3 separate regions of the Mus musculus genome follow, and all the other regions are linked to region 1. The links are chromatin contacts, called in public Hi-C and HiChIP or PLAC-seq maps. All regions are on one chromosome and are shown on one strand. The core of a region is the stretch at or near the end of the contact, and the rest is flanking DNA. Distances in the headings are between cores, read along the strand shown.

Region 1 (4,546 bases), core at 726-3,225:
CATCACCTCTCGACCCTGCGGAGTAGCATTCACTGATATGCCTGGTAACAATATGCTCGCCGGAGTTTATGTCAAGCTATAGAGAAGAGGACATCCTCCCAAATGGTGTAGGGTGCAGGCAGTCAATTGTTCTAAAACAGGGAGAGTTGGCTCCAGGGCCACTTGCTTGAAACCATCCTAGCTGGAAATCAGCAGAAATGAGAGAAAACTCCTAGCAGACTTGTGGGGCACCAGAAGCCCAGCTCCCTCCCTCCGGGTCTCACAGTTTCTGTTACTCGCAGCCAAATGTACCCCATACAGCACAAGGCCATAAAATAAGAGAAAGAGCCGAGGCTGCCCCGGGGCTGTGTGCATGTGTACAGCCGGCAGAAGAGGGAGAAGCTCTGAGCACAGCTGCCTCTGGAATTTGTCCCCGGAGAGGGATCTAACTCTACATTGGGCTTTCCACAAACCGCTCCAGTGGCAGAAAAAGGCAAGAGAATTTTTAGCCTGGTTATATAAAGTGTTTCTTGGCCCCAGGCACAGACTGGAGCTAGGATTTGAGGATTTGAACTAACTCACTCTCTCTCTCTCTTCTCTCTCTCTCTTCTCTCTTCTCTCTCTCTCTTCTCTCTCACTGTCTCCTCTCTCACTCTCTTCTCTCCCTTCTCTGTTCTCCACCCTCTACTCCTGCAGCACCCCCCCTCCCCCTTTGTCACAGAAGCAGAATCTGCCTTCAAACACCTCCTGTCCCCATGGGCTGTATGGACTGGGCCCTGCCCTCAGGCCTCTGACCTTGATGGTGGTTTTTCCCTTCCAGATGGCCACAGGCCACCATTTAATTAATGGAGTAAATGTAATTTAATTAGCTGTTTCAACACTCACTCCACACTTCGGGCCATTAGATCCACATTCCCTTGGATGTGCTGTGGGGCTTTCTCCGCCCTCTGACCTGACTAGACCAGACAGATCTTTGATTCTTCCATCTCCTCAACTTCCAAAGTCAACTTTTTTAGTGGAAAACAAAAGGAAATTACTGAAGAGACACCAAGTTGCTCATGGGATCTACGGGAAAAGCTGGCTCAGGGGAAGGTGGAGTTGAGGACAGGTTGTGGCTCCTGGCGTGGACAATGTGCCTTATGGGAAACCGTGGCCGTAAGGGATAGGGGTGCTCGCTGGGCAGCCCGGCACTGCTACTGCTCACCAACAAGTCGTTTCAGCTGTGCCCTGTGTGACACTTGTGTGTCCCTGACATGAAGGAGGTGCCTGAGAAACTGAGGTAGGGACAGGTGTGCTTCCACAGCTGGCCAGCTGGGACCAATGTCAGGTTCCCACTTAAGACAGACCTGCCTTCCTGCTCACCAGCTAAGAAAGGGGACTGAATAGTAAGAGTTAGAAACCCAGCAAACCGGGTGTTATCATTTCCACAGAGGTGGTCTCTGCTTAAATTCCAAGAGCTGAGCCTGGCAGTGGTGGCACACACCTTTAATCCCAGCACTTGGGAGGCAGAGGCAGGCAGATTTCTGAGTTCAAGGCCAGCCTGGTCTACAGAGGGAGTCCCAGGAGAGCCAGGGCTACACAGAGAAACCCTGTCTCGAAAATACAAAACAAAACAAAATTCCAAGAGCTGTTACTGGCTTCCCCACTGTGGTAGATCAGAGAAGGGCTCTGTGTTTTTGTCTGTTATTATCTCCAGGCTTGGTGGGCATGGTGACAACAGGACAATGTTGTAACCGTGAGTCCTTGCAAGCCAGGCTTCTGGAGCCTTACCAACTTCAGGGCCCGGCAGAGGCAGGCTGAGCCTGCCCGGTATCAAGCACTGTGGGCCTGCTTGGCATGGGTTTCAGCGCAAGAGGGGACCCCTATGGAGACAGTGGAAGCCACAGCAGGCCAGTTTCTCACTAGAAGCACGGGTGTGGCAGGAATATGTGTTTCCTGTTGCCTCAGGGTGTGGTGGTAGTGTGAGGATGCTGGCTACCGCCCACAATTGAGGTACTGGAGCCCACTGCGGTAAACTTGGGGCCGCTGTGCGCACTCAACCCACATCTGGGCATGCTCACAGAGCCTCCTGATGGTGGCAAAGGTCTCCTCCATCAGACTGTCAGTCCCTGAACCTGAGGCCATCTCCCCTCTCACTAGAGGCTCCTAAGGGTTAAGGGAAGCTTCCTCTTACATAGCCAGAGCTTCTGTGTACAAAGGTCTCCCACTGGCTACTGAGGATTCTGAGCACTCCTTCCTCCCGGTTAGAGGGTAGGGAAGCCATGGGGCGCACACTAGGTTCAGACATGAAGGGTGGGGCCGGCAGAACTGGGAGGAACCGGTTTATCCTGAAGGAGGTTGAGCGAGGAGTTAGGACTTGCTGAGGTAATCCTCCAGGGGGGCCATCCCCTCCACCGGAGGATGAGGTGTGACCAAAGGAATGTAGTGCCTAGGGGTAGCCCTGCTGGCCCAGGCTCAGCCCCAGGAAACGGTTGCCAGGCCCGCCCCTTGGAGGCTCCAGCCCCGCCCCTTGGAGGCTCCAGCCCCGCCCCTTGGAGGCTCCAGCCCCGCCCCTTGGAGGCTCCAGCGTTGTTCTACTTGGAGGTTTTGAGTACTTGGCCCCTGCTCCTGGTTATTGTCTCATCCTACAGAGGCTGACAGATGTGCACAGCTGGATGGGGGCGCTCAGCAAAATCCAGATGCCTCACCACAGGCCTGAGCCATAGAGCTGGGCTCTGGGTGCTAGTCCCAGCACCATCAACCTCCATGGGTCTTAGTTTCCCTATCTGTCCAGAGGGAGGGTGCCTTCATTCTTCCCTCAGACACTAACTGGGGTTTCCTTGGTCTTCTGGCCTTATTATTTGGGGTGCATGGTTTGATTTTGTATACTTCTCCTCTCTAATTTACATTAAAAAACCAATTGTTTTATTTTCATTTGTGTGTACGTATTTGTGTGTGCGCATGCATGTGCATGCCATGCGAGTGTGGGTACCTGCAAAGTCTGGAAGAGGGCATCAGATCCGCTGGGGTGGGAGTTCCTTGAATCCCGTGACATGGATGCTGGGAACTGAACCAGGGTCCTCTGGAAGAGAAGCAAACACTTAGCCAGGGAGCCACTGCTCTGCAGCTCCATGCCAGTCTCTTCAGAGGCTGAGCTCACAAGCCTGGCTAGGAAAATGAGCTTCAGTTTCACGCTCACTGACGTTTCCGCCCGCTCTGCTGGTCTTTAAGCTGCAGCTGCACTTTTTTGGATTAAGTTATTGGGTTCCATTGTCTACCACTCCTCTGCACCCAAATCCCTTCGAACCCCCAACACTCGGTAGGAGAGAAAGAGGGTGACAGGGGAAAGGGACACAGGTCTTTTTAGATTACTTCCTGATGACTAGGGATATCGAATTCTTTGGGGCAAATCGAGTCTTCTTCATCAGACTATCCAGCAACCCAACAATAACAAAAGTGGTAGGGATCACAACAGCAGAGACCAGCAGCTGTCCCAGGCTCTCGACTTTATACCCTCTTAAGAGTCCCCAGAATGCCAAATGCAAATTATCTGCAGCTGGCAAAAATCACGTCCCTTCTAGAACATGAGATAAATCATTGCGGCTGTGGACAATCTGAAGCAGCCCCATGCCCCAACCCCTGGACCAGAACAAAACATAATCACATAGCATAACTGGGTTTTTATAAGGAAACCAAAATCCTCACTACATTAAGGAGACACACATTTCTAGCCTATACCGTCTCTGTTCCTTTAACAGCTTACTTTAGTCTTCTTGCAAGGCAGGTTTACCGGCAGTAAATTCCACTATTTTTATCTTTTGCAGAAATCCTTATTTCTTCACTTTGTGCATATGCCTGTGTGATGTGTGTGCATGGTGCACACATTTGTGTGTGTGAGTGTGGCTGCACACCTGACGTGATGTGAGAGTGGAGGTCAGAGGTCAGTCTTCCTCCTACCTTGTTTGAAACTGGGATTCTTTTTGTCCTTTAGCACTGTGTAGCCCAGGCTAGCTGGTCTGCAAACTCTGGGGCTTTCTCCTCTCACCATAGGGGTGCCAGGGTCCCAGAGGTGCACTTCTGTGCATGGCATTACATCGGTTCTGAGGATTCAGACTTGGGACTTCAGTTTACCCATCATGCATCTCTCTCTTCAGCCCATCTTTCATATTTAAGGGCAAGTTCATGAGGTGCAGACTTCTTGGTTGGTGGGGCCTTTTCTTTGATCACATTAAAAATTCACACAAATGTGAATGCTTGAGACAACCTTGAGACAGGGTTTCTCTGTGTAGCCCTGGCTGTCCTGAAACTCACTCTGTAGTCCAGGCTGGCTTCCAACTCAGAGATCTACCTGCCTCTCCAGTGCTGGGATTAAAGGTGTGCCCCTCCCGCACTGCCCCCCCCCCCAGTAGTTTGCACAGGTTTTCTTTGGCCACTTCAGGGATGGTTTCCTTCATCTTTGGTTTGCTGTAGTTTGAAATCAATGTGACAGAGGTTGTCTGCTGTTTGGCTTGGCATTCCTTCATCTTTTCTCCAGGTTTGGCCTCTCACATTACTGTGGGAGAAAGTCACAATGATGACATCAAGTATT
Region 2 (4,546 bases), core at 518-3,017, 160 kb after region 1:
TCGGGGTGTCTCTAAAAATGATCATTGAGTGTCCTGTGGGGCTTTGGGGCTTCTCAACGACACCATCAATGTCACCTGCAAATTTCACCACAGACACAACACCCCAAACACTATAGAGACTGCTTGGGAGGAACAAAGACTGTGGCATGGGCTCAGACCACCTTCACCAGGTCCCACCCCTCACCAGCTTCGGTGCCATCCATATGGTGGGGCCCAGGAGGATTAGCCGAGGTGCCTGGCACACAGCAGGCACCACCCTGTACCACAGCTGCTGCCGCTCTCAGCCAAGGAGCCAGCAGGGTGACAGAGCTGATGTCTTTTCAGCGGTAGCTGGGGCTGGGCCACGGCAGGCAGCAGCAGCATCCTGGCCGAGTTTGGGTCCCTGCACTTGGAATTCCTGCATCTCACTGAACTCTCTGGCAATCCAGTCTTTGCAGAAAAGGTGAGTTCTCCCCCCCACACACACACTCCAAGGGATAGAGGGCAAGTGTCTGCAGTTGAGGTTTGCAGACCCCAGCCACCACTCTTGAAGCAGTAACTAGTGGGAGAACCAACTGTGCCCAACACCAGGTGGCAGGGAGGGAAACAGAAGCCACCAGAACTCTGCCAGCGAGGCTTGTGCTGGTGCACGGGCTGGTGGCAGATCTGTGAGCCTGTGAAATCTGGAGACTGTGACTGAGAGCCAGGCTCCGCATCCTGGCAGGAACAGGCGGTGGTGTGCGAGTCCCTTTCCAGGGACATTTAGCTTTTCTCAATGTGAGATCTCCCCGCCTTTTCCTCCCAGGTGCTGTCTGGCTCGAGCTGGCAGCAGGCTGGCAGAGCGGCTTCCTCGACACTGTTCTTGGCTGCCCAAGGCTACATGGGTGCTGGGAAGTGCGTCCTGATGATTGCCCGTACCTGTCCCTGGGATGCTCTCCAGAAGGGGCTACAGTCCTGGGCAATCCACAAGCGAACATCTGGATTCAGATTTAATCCTGAATCCAAAAGAAGTCAGTGTACACATAAGCCCCTTCCAGACCCCTCTAAGAACAACCTTTGGGGTCCCACTGTCCCTCTGAAATGGCCACACACTGTCTTGGGCCACCAGCTGTTCTCCGAGCATATCCACCACCACGCCAAGCAGCTGGAAGGAAGCCTTTGCTTGCCCCAGGCCCTGGAGTCTGCACATTCATATGATGCCCAGTGTTCCTTAATACTAGATTTGGGGCCACTGTGTCCTCTGTGTGGGAATCCATCAGGACAGAGACATCAGGACAAGCTTCCTGCCCCCTTGATTGGTGCCTCTGACCTGCCTCTTGCCCCTACCCTTACCTATCCAGGGTATGGCCACTCAGATGAGTCTAACCACACTGCCCAATGCCATGCTCTCTGACCCTAAGCCAGCTCTGGCTTTCTGTTCACACTACCCGCCAGATGGACTTCCCTGGGACGCCCTGGCCAGCTCAGGAAAAGGTTCCCCAAGAGTGCACACTGGCCCGTACCATGTGCTGGGCAGGTTTTATCTTAAGCCCCAGCGAGGGAAGGGGGGTGGCAGCGGTGGGGGAGGGGGATGGCAGTGGTGGGGGGAGGGGTGTTTTCTGCCAACCCAATCTAACTGAGGGTGGAATGAGATCCAGAGAGGCTGAATCACCTGCCCCGGGGCAGCCAGCTTGTGAGTGATAAAACTGAGAACCGGGCCGGGAACTCTTCAGCCTCTCTCTTCCCTGGCCCACAGCTGGCTACAGGCTGCAGCTCCAGACTCCCAGTCCCTCCATCGCTCTCCATTTGCATACTTCAGCTATTTTCGTCCCCCCCTAGTCACGCCTCCCGCAGAGGCGATTATTAGCAGTCAAAGTTTTACAGCACCCTGCCCCCTCCTGGAGAGCTAATATAGCCTGCTTCCCTGGGTCCCACCAGGACAGGGGAGCATAAGACGATTGGCACAGAGAATCTTCCTGTCCCTCTCCTGGTCTATGCTGCCTTAAAGGGACCCGAGGTCCAATGAGGCAAAGCCAAGCGCCTCTGAGGTAAAGGAAGACTGACGATGACGCTGAGGGCTCAACCTCTCAGCTGCCCCTTTGTGCCAGTTTATCTGTGGGGTGGGCGGGGGGCAGTGTGGCTCTCCCAGAGAGTCCAGTTCTAGTGGACATCAGGGAAAAGTTCTCCATTGCACCTCCGGCCACGTGCAATCCTGGAGGCTGCAAGCCCAGCCTCTGCCGTGTGCTTGCCTAGCTCTCTGCGTCTGTATTGGACTCAAGGGCTGTTCCATGCAGGACAAGGAATACAGAGAGTCCAAGGACTCGGAACGACCTGGTTCGTGCCCCAGCTCTCTGCTAACTTACATGGGCTGGGCTGGGGCTCCATCAGTGGTGTTTGCCTAGCATACGCGAAGCCCTGGGTTTGATCCAGAGCAGTCATAAGTAGGACGTGGTCATACACGTCTATGACCCCAACACTCAGGGTGGAGGCGGAAGATTAAGAGGTCAAGGTCAACTTGAGCTACATGAGACCCTGTCTTTAAAAGAAGGAAATGTAGCTAACAAGATAGCTACCGCCACTCATCTGAAACTCCTCCCCCAGAGTGGTCTGCAGGGGAGGTACTGGCAGGTAGCCAGCCCAGGATAGGGCTGTTGCAGGCAGAGCAGTCAGCAAAGGGATGGTGAGTCAGGCTGCACTTGGCTCCATCCCACCATGCTCTGTGTGCAGGCACAGAACCTGGGGCTCTTTTCACTGTCTCCCCCACAACCAGAAAGCTTTAACCCCCATATGCATCTGAAAACTATGTGTGTTATCCTCGTGGGTGGAGAATCGATGACTTCTTCAGGAAAGTGACTGCGCCTGGTGTCTCTCACAGGTCAAACATATCCGCAAGGTCCTCAGGGAGATTGACAAACCCTTCGGTCTCTACCCCAACTTCCTCAGCCCCACGAGTGGAAACTGGGTGCAGCGTAAGTACTGGCCCTGTGGCTTCTCCTCCCGTGGGTTCCCATTCGGGCTTCCTGAATCCTAGCAGGCTCCGGCTGAGAGCCGGGGTCGGGCACCAGCTCTGGATTCACCAGCCTGGACATGCCAGCACCTACCTACCTACATGTGTGCCCAACTCTTCCCAGCCGCCTTAGCATCCATCTCTCTCAGCAGCCCTGCACCCTCCTCCATTATCCAGACTTGCAGGAATGTCCCACTTAAGGCCATCATTCAGAAGTGACTGCAGGAAAGGGCCCGGGGAGCTCCCCCCACCCCTTTGATCTGGTTCCCACCTCCAGCTTTGATTGAGATAAAATTTTAGGTGGGGACAAACTAGGCAGTGATCTAAAAATCACTTACCACTATATTTTAACTTCCTTGAATCAGTCCTGGGCGTTTTCAATTTAAAGAATTAGCCCAGGCTATTCTGGAACTCCATCTTTAGATTAGGCTGGCCTTGAACTCAAAGATCTGCCTTCCTGCCTCTGCCTCTGCCTCTTGAATGCTGGGATCAAAGGCATGCACCACCACAGCCCTACTGTTTAAAGACTTTTTGAGATAAGGTCTTCAGGTAGCCCAGGCTGGCTTTGAGTCCTCCTGCCTCCACACCCCAAGTGCTGAGATGATGGGTGTGTGGCTTCACACCTTGCAACTTTGTCAAACACCTGTGGGGCTTCCCCCAAGTCCTAGCCACAGATAGAGTGGGACTGGACGGAGAGTTGACCAGGCCCGCAGAGCCTGCTGAGCTTACTGTGGAAGAGCCAGGCTCTGGGAGAGTGTCAAAGGCTCAGCCATGTGGTCAGTCAGCAGGAACTGCACTTTCAGGCTCTGTGTGTGTGTGTGTGTGTGTGTGTGTGTGTGTGTGTGTGTGTGTGTGTGTGTGTGTTATATCATTTGCAACCTCAGAAATGACAGATGAAGGGGAAAGAGTTAGGGCCACAGCTCAGGCCACCCAGCCTCTGCTCCTGCCTGCTTCCCAGACTCTCCACACCTGGCTTCAGCCTCTCAGGAGACCCAACTCCTCCTACAGCTTAGATCTACCCAGGGTAATCCACTGGGCTCCAAACACACACACAGATATACACAACAAAGATCCATACATATACACAACACACAGCACACTTATATACATACACACAGCCATATGCCATATAGACCCACACATATGCACAAACACACCACACATATACACACACACCAGACACAAAGATATAAACCACACAGTCCTACACAAACACATGCCACAGCATACACATGGACATACATCACACAGACCCATGCATGCACACATGCACAAGTACACAGACATAAGCCACACAGACCCACACACATATATACAGACATACTGCACCTACGCACCACATACAAACGCACACCACACAGACACATGCATACACAAAAACACAGGCGCAAAACAACACATACACTGTATAAAAGCACACACAAAAATACACATACATGCCAACAATATACATGTCACACAAACACCACATAGCTGCAGCAGGGGCCCACCATCCCCAGACAGAGAGGACCTCAACCCTCCCTTTCAGCTCCCACTGCCTTGACCCACACAAACCAACTTGGTTTCCTGAGGAGCTCTGTG
Region 3 (4,546 bases), core at 513-3,012, 140 kb before region 1:
TAATTTTTGAGACAGGGTTTCTCTGTATAGCCTTGGCTGTCCTGGAACTCACGCTGTAGTTCAGATTGGCCTCAAACTCAGAAATCCGCCTGCCTCTGCCTCCTGAGTGCTAGGATTAAAGGCGTGTGCCACCACGCCCAGCTAACCCCAGCACTCTTTTTTTTTTTTTAATTTTTAAAGATTTATTTATTTATTTTATGTATATGAGTACACTACAGCTGTCTTCAGACACACCAGAAGAGGGTGTCAGATCTCATTACAGATGGTTGTGAGCCACCATGTGGTTGCTGGGATTTGAACTCAGGAGACCTTTAGAAGAGCAGTCGGTGCTCTTAACCACTGAGCCATCTCTCCAGCCCCCATAACCCCAGCACTCTTGAGGCAGGGATAAGTATATCTCTGTGAGTTTGAGGCCAGCCTGGTCTACATAGCAAGTTCCAGGCTGGCCAGGGCTACAGAGTGAGATCCTGTCTCAATAAAACAACAACAACGACTCCGTCAGCATAAAATGAGACACTCAACTTGTAACTCGCTGGACCACTGCCATCGAGGTGTGAGTGGTGTGCCAGCTGCGTGTGGTGGCTATGCTTGGTTGTCGACTATATCTAGAATGAACTGAAACCCAAGAGATCTTAGACATGGAAGGAAAAAGCGCTTGCTCTTTGCCTGCTGGCCCTCACTCTCACTGGCAAGTTTAGTCCTTCACGGGTGCTAGGACCGGTTCCTTTAGGATTCCAGTGTCTACTGACGGCCAGCTGAGACACCCTGCCTCGCGGACTGAACAACTACGGGATTCTTGGGATTTCCATTGGGAGTTAGTGATTGTTGGGCTAGCTGGGCTAGCCTGTTAGTCACTCTGAAATATTATACATATTCTATCAGTTCTTTCTTTAGAGAACCCTGACTACTGCATTCTGGGAATTCATCTTAACGCATCCCTTAATAACCTTAGGAAGAGGCTGGAGAAATGGCTCAGTGGTTAAGAGCACTGGGTGCTCTCCCAAAGTCAGGACCACATGGTGGTTCACAACCATCTATCACAGGATCGGACGCCCTCTTCTGGCGGGCAGGTGTAATGCAGATAGAGCACTCTGATACATAAAACAAACAAACAAACAAACAAACAAACACCTTGTGAAGCTCCAGGCCCTCGCTTGCTGTGTTTAACCCTCAGTGGAGCCTAACCACTTGCAGTTCCAGTTGGGGTAGCGTCCTACCTCCCCACCTTCTCCAAGATCCCCCTCACAAGGTCCCCCCTCACAGCCCAGGGAACTCACTTTGAAGACCTTCTCGTCGGCAAATCTGATGGCACCAAAGGCCATTGCCTCCATCAGCACCATCACGGTCAGCTGCACCAGGTTGACCTTCCCCAGGACAGCGCCCGCTGAGATCAGCACAGGTAAGGTGCTCATGGTAGCTATCTGGATGCTGAAAAGCGGGATTAGGAGGCAAGTAGGAAGGGGAGGGAGAGAGAGGGAGAGAGAGGATGAGAGGACGAAGAAGAGTTCTCTCTCTTCAGGCCCCGCCCACAGGAACGCTACAGAGGCAGAGTGGGGCTGTCCTGTGCTCCATCAGGGCGGCACCTGTGGTCTGAGTTTTCTTTGCACAAAGACACGATACAGTGATGCTGGGAGTCTCAGAGCCTCTCCTACAAGTCACTGCGACTCAAAGTGGCTTTTTCTTCCTCAGGGACACAGCTGCCTGAATTTCACTGCCACCTCACACTTCCTTTCTGCCGTGGCCACTCAGATGCTCAGTAGAGGGCGCCCGTGTACCTGCTGGCCCACCACCCAAGCGGCTCATTAATCTTACGGAGCATCCGCCAGTAAAATAAGAATGACCTATTGGTTTCCCCGGAGCTGGGCCAGGGGTTAGAAGGAAGACATTGTATATGCATATATAATACAAAAATGATTAGCAATGGCAAGCACTTGAAGAGGAAACTCGTAAATTGGGGCAGGCATTATGAAGACTGTCAAATCCTTCCTCTCCTGGACAAGTGTGCAGGTTTGGTGTTGGGATTCGGGTAGAGAAAAACATTGTTGTTGTTATTTTGTTTTGTTTTGTTTTCAAAGTGATTTTGGTTGGCTTGGGAGACACGGGGCTTCCTGAGACAGCTGTGCCAACTGGGCTTATCAGGGAGGGCCTCCAGGGGGAGGTGGCACTGAGCTTTTCTCTGAAGCCTAGGAATTTAATGAAGCTGGCATCCGGATGCTGTTTAGAGGCTGCGGAGATGTCCAAGGTTAAAGGTCAGCCCTCCATCAGCAGGGATTGCTAGGTCGGCACTACGTTCTCTGTAGTGTACAAGAGGCTAGGGAGTCGGAAGGATGGCTAGTACCTACTGATAACAAACATGAGATTCAGGTCCCAGATCTGAAGCCAGATCTAAAGCCAGAGTCCACTCATCTGCACACAGCCTTCCTAGCAATCACTGTTGTTCATGAGGCTCAAAGGTGTGAGGGGAAGGTAAGAGAAGGACATGGGGAAGAGGTCCTGTGTGGACCAGGAGTGACTCAGTATGTGGGGAATCTCGGTGGTCACTGCGACCAGACAGGCTATTCTTGATGAGTGAGTGCTTACTGCTCTGACAAGCTCAGTACAGAAATCACTGGGCAGTGGGCAGTGTGGGAAGACCCTGACATGGGGTGGTTAAAAAGCCTGATTCAGCCGGGCAGTGGTGGCATGTGTTTTAATCCCAGCACTCCAGAGGCAGAGGTAGGAGGATGTCTGTGAGTTCGAAGCCAGCCTGCTCTACAGAGTGAGTTCCAGAACAGCCAGGGCTACACAACAAATGAAACTCTGTCTTGAAAAAATAAGGGGGGGGGGGGGATTTTAAAAGGCTGACTGAGCAATATCGGGACCTTGGATGACTTCCTGTCTAGGATAGAGACAACACCTGGGGAGTTCCGGTAAGAGCAGAATTCTTGAACACACATCAGACACAACAAGGAAGTTGATCACCGCCTGGACTTTCTAGGGAGTCTTCTGACCCCCCACTACCACATAAAAGTAACAGCATACTTGTAATCTCCACACTCAGAAGGCTGAGGCAGGAGGATCTCTTGTGAGAGGAGACCCTCAACTGAGGAACTGTCTCCATCAGATAGGCCTGTGTGTATGTCCATGGGGCATTTTCTTCCAGGCCCCGCCCACCAGGCCTTCCCTCTCGCTGCCCAGTTGATCCACACTGCTTCTGCTAAGTCATTTGCTGATATTTAGAAGCAGCATCCACCATGCACGAAGGACCAGTAAGCCCCCAGGTCTGAGCAAGTACCACGTGGTCGGCATCCTGTGCCAACTGCTGAGGAACCCAGCCTCCAGGATCAAGTAACAGCTGTGTTCTCTGCTCTCAGGGGTGAGATGTCCGTTATCATTATTTTAATGTAATCTAATTATATATATAATTTTTTTTAAAAAATTTTCCGGGGGCTGGTGAGATGGCTCAGTGGGTAAGAGCACCCGACTGCTCTTCCGAAGGTCCAGAGTTCAAATCCCAGCAACCACATGGTGGCTCACAACCATCTGTAACGAGATCTGGCACCCTCCTCTGGTGTGTCTGAAGACAGCTACAGTGTACTTACAGGTAATAAATAAATCTTTAAAAAAAAAAAAAAAATTTTCCAAGACTGGGTTTCTCTGTGTGGCCCCAGCTGTCCTGGAACTCGATCTGTAGACCAGGTTGGCCTCAAACTCACAGAGATCCACCTACCTAGGGCTCCTGAGTGCTGGGATTAAAGGCATGCATAACCAATAACCAGCCACTGTTTTTTGTCTTTAAAGATAGCGCCTCTCTAGGGCTGGTGAGATGGCTCAGCAATTAAGACCACTGACTGCTCTTCTGAAGGTCCTGAGTTCAAATCTCAGCAACCACATGGTGGCTCACAACCATCTGCAACGAGATCTGATGCCCTCTTCTGTTTTGAAAACAGCTACAGTGTACTTTTTTTGCAAGAATTTTTTAAAGATTTATTTATTTTATGTATATGAGTACACTGTAACTGTACTGATAGTTGTGAGGCATCATGTAGTTGCTGGGAATTTTGAATTCAGGACCTCTGCTAGCTCCAGTGGGCCCCACTCGCTCTGGCTCTAAGTACACTGTAGTTGTCTTCAGACGCACCAGAAGAGGGCATCAGATCTCCTTATGGATGGTTGTGAGCCACCATGTGGTTGTGTGGATTTGAACACAGGACCTTCAGGACCTTCAGAAGAGCAGTCAGTGCTCTTAACCACTGACATCTCTCCAGTCCAAATTTAAATTTACTTTTTGGTTGTTGTTGTTTTTTCAAGAGAAGGTTTCTCTGTGTATCCCTGGCTGTCTTGGAACTCACTTTGTAGACCAGGCTGGTCTCAAACTCAGAAATCCACCTGCCTCTGCCTCCGGAGTGCTGGGATTAAAGGGGTGCACCACCACGCCCGGCTTACAGTCTTCTTATATATAATAAATATATATATTTAAAAAAGAGGGGGGCACCTCTCTGGGTGACACTTCTGTATCCTGTTCTGTTTTGTGTGTGTTTATTCCTTTTCTTCTTTTTCCTACTAA

What was found. Hi-C and Micro-C count contacts between places; a contact is called where the count stands out from the background. HiChIP or PLAC-seq counts read pairs in DNA pulled down with a chosen protein or histone mark.
Region 2: an H3K27ac HiChIP or PLAC-seq map of heart atrium shows a contact between it and region 1, with 5 read pairs. The contact joins two enhancer-like sites. A contact is called at or near these places in 4 of 484 Hi-C or Micro-C datasets (bone marrow-derived macrophages, cerebral cortex, embryonic fibroblasts and 1 more), 9 of 115 datasets of contacts at active chromatin or transcription factors (the 230-238 cell line, bone marrow-derived macrophages, embryonic basal ganglia and 5 more) and 3 of 9 other capture datasets (adipose tissue, bone marrow-derived macrophages and embryonic tail).
Region 3: a Hi-C map of the G1E-ER4 cell line shows a contact between it and region 1, with 2.0 times the contacts expected there. The contact joins two enhancer-like sites. A contact is called at or near these places in 1 of 39 promoter capture datasets (stem cell-derived epiblast-like cells), 1 of 15 datasets of contacts at CTCF or cohesin (large pre-B cells), 8 of 484 Hi-C or Micro-C datasets (B cells, the G1E-ER4 cell line, the HL-1 cell line and 4 more), 2 of 115 datasets of contacts at active chromatin or transcription factors (large pre-B cells and microglia) and 3 of 9 other capture datasets (adipose tissue, liver and pancreatic islet).

Annotation. Positions count from the first base shown.
Region 1 is chr4:134,732,195-134,736,740 of GRCm38.p6, reverse strand. No RefSeq gene overlaps it. Among named protein-coding and RNA genes, the nearest start is that of Man1c1, 30 kb to the right of the region's middle. Within about 2 kb of position 1,975, at least 248 of the 459 cell types and tissues checked have an H3K27ac peak or open chromatin away from gene starts, as enhancers often do. A contact at or near this core is called in the G1E-ER4 cell line, forebrain and heart atrium, where this site is marked.
Region 2 is chr4:134,576,667-134,581,212 of GRCm38.p6, reverse strand. It overlaps Man1c1 (mannosidase, alpha, class 1C, member 1), which reads left to right. Exons shown (of 12, transcript NM_207237.3): 6 at 325-442; 7 at 2,834-2,927. Among named protein-coding and RNA genes, the nearest start is that of Mir6403, 11 kb to the right of the region's middle. Within about 2 kb of position 1,767, at least 59 of the 459 cell types and tissues checked have an H3K27ac peak or open chromatin away from gene starts, as enhancers often do. A contact at or near this core is called in forebrain and heart atrium, where this site is marked.
Region 3 is chr4:134,876,772-134,881,317 of GRCm38.p6, reverse strand. Rhd (Rh blood group, D antigen) reads right to left here. Exons shown (of 10, transcript NM_011270.3): 3 at 1,278-1,428. Among named protein-coding and RNA genes, the nearest start is that of Rhd, 15 kb to the right of the region's middle. Within about 2 kb of position 1,762, at least 43 of the 459 cell types and tissues checked have an H3K27ac peak or open chromatin away from gene starts, as enhancers often do. A contact at or near this core is called in the G1E-ER4 cell line, where this site is marked.